2 separate regions of the Pan troglodytes genome follow, and region 2 is linked to region 1. Evidence: chromatin contacts called from public Hi-C data. All regions are on one chromosome and are shown on one strand. Each heading gives the region's core, a stretch centred on a gene start, on an enhancer-like site or on the middle of the called end of the contact. The rest is flanking DNA. Distances are from core to core; before and after follow the strand shown.

The links. A called contact is a pair of places that touch in the nucleus more often than the background predicts.
Region 2: a Hi-C map of stem cell-derived neural progenitor cells shows a contact between it and region 1, with 5 times the contacts expected there. The contact joins the enhancer-like site here to the promoter of RHOG in region 1. A contact is called at or near these places in 5 of 7 Hi-C or Micro-C datasets (blood, induced pluripotent stem cells, a lymphoblastoid cell line and 2 more), 1 of 1 datasets of contacts at active chromatin or transcription factors (stem cell-derived excitatory neurons) and 1 of 1 other capture datasets (stem cell-derived neural stem cells).

What each region holds. Positions count from the first base shown.
Region 1 is chr9:7,977,068-7,980,165 of NHGRI_mPanTro3-v2.0_pri, forward strand. It overlaps RHOG (ras homolog family member G), which reads right to left and starts at 1,430. Exons shown (of 2, transcript XM_016920234.3): 1 at 1,293-1,430.
Region 2 is chr9:8,199,020-8,201,962 of NHGRI_mPanTro3-v2.0_pri, forward strand. All of the region lies in intron 6 of STIM1 (stromal interaction molecule 1), which reads left to right. Among named protein-coding and RNA genes, the nearest start is that of RRM1, 22 kb to the right of the region's middle. Within about 2 kb of position 1,267, at least 4 of the 24 cell types and tissues checked have an H3K27ac peak or open chromatin away from gene starts, as enhancers often do. A contact at or near this core is called in stem cell-derived neural progenitor cells, where this site is marked.

The DNA.
Region 1 (3,098 bases), core at 180-2,679:
CACACACACACACACACACAGAGGCTTTCCAGCTCTTTAATCCTCTCTATCACTGGGAGGCTGCAGACTGCCTCTCCAAGCTAGGGAGGTTTGAAAAGACTCTAGAACTCACTAAGTCTTCAACAACAGATCCTGATTCCAAAGCTGGAGATAAGTGGGTGGGAGGGAAGGATACAGAAAGGGTGACAGGCTGAGGGTTCAAAAGGAATGAGGGGTGATGGAAGAAACAAGGAGGTGTATGTGTGTGGGTGCCAGAGCTGGGAAGGGAAGGGATGGGGCAGGTTGCAGAGGACCAAGACAAACATGGGGCAGGGTAGGTGAAGACAGGTCAACGCCTAGGTATGACCGTATGTTTGGAGGAAAAGAGACTGGAAGGGATGAGAAGAGAGTGATGGCGGATTTGTGAGTAGAAAGTAAAGAAGGTGTGGAGGGAGACCTAGGAGCATGTGTATAATTCAGGGACTAAGAATGAAGAGGAACACTAGGAGATGGTTCTCAATTGTCCCCAAAAGACGCAACAAAAACTTGTCAGGGACTATCAGTACCTCTGAATCAGAGAGTCCTTCCACTTCCAGTTACAGGGCAAGACCAAGTTACTCCCAAAAGAGCAAGGCCAGGCTCTGGTCAGCTAGGAACAGCGTTTGCTCACTAAATACCTACTGCTTGGCTCCAGGTAAGGTCGGGACTCAGGAAAACAGACACACAGACAACGACTGGGGTCGGCGGGGCTCCCCCACCCAACCCCAGTCCTCCTGAGTGCAGAGGGCCTTGGGGCTGCAGACCGAGTGTGGGTCTGTATTAGCATCCATCTGACAGGGAGAGAGCTTTCGGAGGCCCCCGACACCGCCCCTCTCACCCCAAGTGTCACAACTGCCAGAGCAGAGGGAGCGCCTTTTCCAGCCCAGAAGCCCTCTCCCCTCACGCACTTCTCAACACCCCCCCCACCAACTTCTGAGGACACCCCACCTGCGTCCTATCTCCCAGCTCTGAGCTCTTCCACTTCAGAGACACTTATCTTGGAGCCCGGGACCCTCCGACCTCAGGGGTCCCTCTCGGCTCCCTAGAGGCGGTACAGCCGCCGGGAAGCCACCCTCGCCGAGCCTCCGCCGGCTCGCAGTGGCCCCGTTCCCGCCCCGCCCGGCCGGCCGCGCCCGCCCTACTTGGACTGAACCGAGAAGCTCCCGCCCGCGGCCTCCGCCAGCAAACTCATGAGCCGGCGCCCGCGCCGAGTCCTGGGCCGGCCGGGCTCTCCTCCCCCGGACCCCTACCCGCCAGCCCCGGCCGGGCCTCACCTGGTGCCCTCCCCGAGGCGGGGGAGCTGGGGGCGGCGGCAGCGGCTCCGGGCTCGAGAAGGAAGTGAGAGCGGGAGGCCGGAGGAAGTGGGGGGGGCGGGCCGGCGAGGCGGGGCGGGCCGGGGCGGGGCCCGACCAGGAAGTCCGAGGGCCGATCTCCCCCTCTCCAGCCCCGGCCCGCCCCCAGCCTCGCCCCCGGCCCAGTCCCGGGCTTGCCACTTTCCCCTCCCAGTCCGCTGCCCCTGCGGTCAGTAAGTCAGGCCTCCCAAGGTCAAGTCTCTCCGCCTCCTCCTGGCCACCCTACCCCTGGAGGCCCTACCCTAGGCGCTAGGCGTTCGTCCTCTTCCCCCCATCCCGCCCCCACCAGCCTCCGCGGGAAGATGCTGAGAAAGGCGCCCCTGGGCCCGGTGCCTTCAATCAACCCCAGGGATAGAGTGGTGGCCGAGGCTGGGGCAGTCCCCGCCCCTGCCCTGAGCCCCGGGGGAGTGCGGGGTGGTGGTGATTCAGCAGTGGGAAGGCCCCAGACCCCTGGGGAGGGTGGGGAGACTCGGGGGGAAGAGGAGCTGGCGTCAGCACCCAAGGGAAAGACAAGATCAGCAGAGGCGCAGGCGGAGCCGCGGGCCCCAAAAACAGGATGTCGAGTCGTCATTCAGCACCGTGCAGCTCTGCGAGGCCTGGCTCTGGGGAGGGGGCGGGGCGGACGGAGGACTTGGGGCTTCCCTCGCCCCCTCGCCCCCTGTTCTGCTGGGGCGCGCAGCTGCTTGGGGCTGAAGAGCCGCACCCAGGCCTGAGGTCCAGCTTGGGCCCCGGCGACCCGCGGGTGGGCGGGCTCATGGGCGCCCTCTGGTGCTTCTCTCCCTGGCTTTGCGCTCGGAGCTTTGACTTGAGAATCCATATCCTTCGTTCAGCACAAAGTTTCTGAGCGCCTACCACGTGGAGAGAGCTAAGTGCTAGGTGCTGTGAAGAAACACAGCGTTTAAGACAGGATCCCTGTCTTCCAGAAGCTTTTCAAATAAACGGATTGATTCCAGGAATAAATAGCTTAACCTTTCTGAGCCTCAAATCTGTCTTTGGTAAAATAGAATAATTATATTTCACCCCGTAGTTTTGAAGATAACATGAGAATGGGTGTAAAAGACCTGTTGTCAATGCGTATCTCAAACACTAAACAAATATCTTTTAAAAATATCATACTCTAAGAGTCTGGCGCGGTGGCGTCTGCCTGTAATTACAGAGATGGTGAAACCTTGTCTCTATAAACACAAACACACACATATATTTTTTGACAGTCTCACGATGTCACCCAGGCTGGGGTGCAGTGGCACGATCTCGGCTCACTGCAATCTCTGCCTCCCAGGTTCATGCAATTATCCTGCCTCAGTCTCTCGAGTAGCTGGGGTTACAGGTGCATGTCACCACACCTGGCTAATTTTCGTATTTTTAGTAGGGACGGGGTTTCACCCTGTTGGCCAGGCTGGTCTCGAACTACTGATCTCAGTTGATCCACCTGCCTTGGCCTCCCAAAGTGCTGAGATTACAGGCGTCAGCCACCACACCCAGCCTACTTATATTTTTTTAAAAATAAATTTAATAGGAACCACATAAGTAATTTAAAACTGTCTATTAATGACATTTCAAAAAAAGTAAAAAGAAACGAAATGAATTTTAACTATATTTGACTTAGCCATAGCCAAAGTATTATCTTTTTTTTTTTTTTTTTTTGGAGATGGAGTCTCACTCTGTCACCAGGCTGGAGTGCAGTGGCGCGGTCTCTGCTCACTGCAACCTCCGCCTCCTGGGTTCAAA
Region 2 (2,943 bases), core at 17-2,516, 220 kb after region 1:
AAGAAGCAGCAGTGAGAGCACACTTAATGCAGACTTAGTTCCAGACTCAGCTTATAGGATAAGAATGCTAATGTCTAGAAAGACAAAGAGGTGGATGAGTGGATGTGGGACTCTGAGGAGGTAGCCTTTAAAGATGGGTAGGGAGGTCCTGGGAGGTTGAGTGTATAGGGTGGGGTCAGATCCCTGGAACCTTAAGATGCATGTGGGGAAGTTAGTAGGATGCAGAAGGCAATAGAGAGTCAAATCAGGTTTTTTTGGTTGTTTTGTTTTTGAGAAGAGGAGAGGTCTATTCAAGACTGTCTTTTAGAAAATGATTCTGGAAGCCTAGGGACTCTAGTTGGGAAGTCTTTGCAGGAATTCATGTAAAAGGAAATGAAGTCTTGTCTTTTCATTTATTTCTATTTATTATTATTATTATTATTTTGACTCTGGGTCTTGCTCTGTTGCCCAGGCTGAAGTTCAATAGCATGAACATGGCTCACTGCAGCCTCCACCCCCTGGGCTCAAGAGATCCTCCTGCTTCAGCCTCCTGTGTAGCTGGGTGCATGCCACCATGCCTGGCTAATTTTTTTATTTTTTGTAGAGACAGGGGTCTTGCTGTGTTGCCCAGGCTTTTCCTGAACTCCTGGACTCAAGAGGTCTACCTCAGCCTCCCAAAGTGCTGGGATTACAGGCCTGAGCCACTGTGCCCAGCCATTGTGTTATTTTTAAATGGTAAACACTATTTAATTTGGAGGGATAGGGAAAAGACTTCTTGTGAGCCAGGTATTGTTAAATACTTAAATGCATTATTGCTTTTAATCACTATGGCCCTTTGAAGTAGGTACTATTAGAGTTGGGGAAATGAAGGCTCAGAGAGGGTAAGTGCTTTGTTCAGGGTCATATATCAGTAAGTAGTGAACTAGGAATTTTGACACTCCAGGGTGCTGCCTCTACTGAGGTAGCAGACTTATTGGATTTATTTCCATGGGCTGGGCTTCTAGGGAGCAAGAGGGGTCTGATCTCTAAGCTGATTCCTGGCTACTTTGCTGGGCCCCTTGTTCTTGGGCCCTTTGCCAATTAGGAGCTAACTGCTGCTGTCTGAGCAGTCCCCATACCTCATTTGTTTGAAAAACATGTACTGTTTCCATTCCAAAGGCAAAAGAATCTAGGCAGGAGACATTCCAAGTTTGGGGATAAAACTAAGCTCCCAGCACTCCCTGCTCCCTAAAGCTTCCAGAGCTAAATGACCACTGTGGCACTTAGAAAGAGACAAAGACACCCCTCCCCTTTTCCCCCTAGAGATAGGCTTGCACACATGCACACATATATCCTCCTCTGAGTGTCCAGAGCCCACATGCCACCTGGTTCCTCCTTGTATTAACAGACCTGCAATGCCAGCTTTCACAGAGCTTTATTACAGAGTTCCTGATAATTTATGTGAATAAATGTAATTCTACATATACAGTCCAGTTAGGATTTCATTGAGTTTCAAGATAATTATTTGAGGCAGGCAGGAATTTTGATTCCCAAAACAGGCAAAACTTGCTCATAGTCACACAACTGCTTAGAGCCAGGACTAATTGCAATGCTAATTGTTGTTGCCTTGGAGTGGGGCAGTGCTTAATTGTATACTTATTTGCTCATTTCTACACCCAACAATAATTATTGATCTCCATCTCTAACAGACCTTATTGGAACTATGAAAGGGGGTCAGTCTTGATTCTACTTTAAAGGAGCTCGCTATTATTATAAGGGACAGACATATCATAGTATTGGCTTTTCTCAAGAGGCTGCTTTCATAAAGGACAGTATTTCAGTGAAGAAGTGAATCCTTAATGGTGTAAATTTATATAGTTGGGTCATGGAAGAGTACAGTAAAGGAGGATATTCAGCAAGGGAAGGAGATGGCAGGAAATGGCGCCTCTGATTTGTCTTTACCTATGCATATATCGCCATCTGGTGTTCATTTTCAGGGGGTTCAACTCCCTTTCTCTTCAGGGACCAATTAGGCAGATTACAATTTGCGGGAAGCTTGCAGCCTAACATTTCCTCCTCTTACCTCCTTGCTTGTTCCGTGATGTCTTTTGAAGTCTCCGCCACTGATAGCTCTGGACTTAGAGGTTTTTTTTTTTTTTTTTTTTTACAGATTGAGTTCTGTTTGTTTCATCTACTTAATTATCTCAGTGGTCAGTGTTCTCTAGGGGTCCTTCTTGTTCTGTAGTCTATCCTTTCTTTTCTATACCTCAAGTCTAAGCTATATATCTTATCTCTTCTTCACCATCCTTTCTCCTTCCTAATCTGGTCCCCTGGTAACCTGGTGGTTTTTACTTAGAAAGGAAGACCAGACAGTAAAGTCTGTTTTCTCTTCCAAAGGGATTAGCAAACTCTCAGTCTTTGTTCTGGGTGTAGTCCAAGTCTCTCTTTCTTTCCCTGACTCCTTTCAGGCAGAGCTGATTACTCCATCTTTTGGGCGGACCCAAGATCTTATATATATATATATATATATATCTTTGTATTATAGAATTTGTCACACTGTATAGAGTTATCTGTTTACTTGTCTTTGTTGGAGTAAATCATGAGCTCCTCAGTGGCAGGGAGGGCTTTCTGATTTATCGCCATGTATTTAGGGCTTAGCACAGGGCTTGGCACTTAGTAGGCACTTGAAAGAACTTGGTGAATGAATAGATGAATGAATGAGTGTATTAACATAGATAGCCGTGTGGAGGAAAGAAGTGAAGAAGGGAGAAGGCTTGTTTAGCTGGATGGAAGGTTTTGTCGGTGAACTGAGGGAATGTGTGTGACGGTGCAAGGGTAGACTTACATTATAACTTATGCCCTTGAGATCTTATCCACTAAGGAAGATACTTAGGAAAGGAACTCAGGGCCTGGGGGCAGCAGGGGACTCTCCTGAGTCCTTTGGCGTAAATTTAATTTGTTTTGTGCTTCTGGGAACAGAAGCTC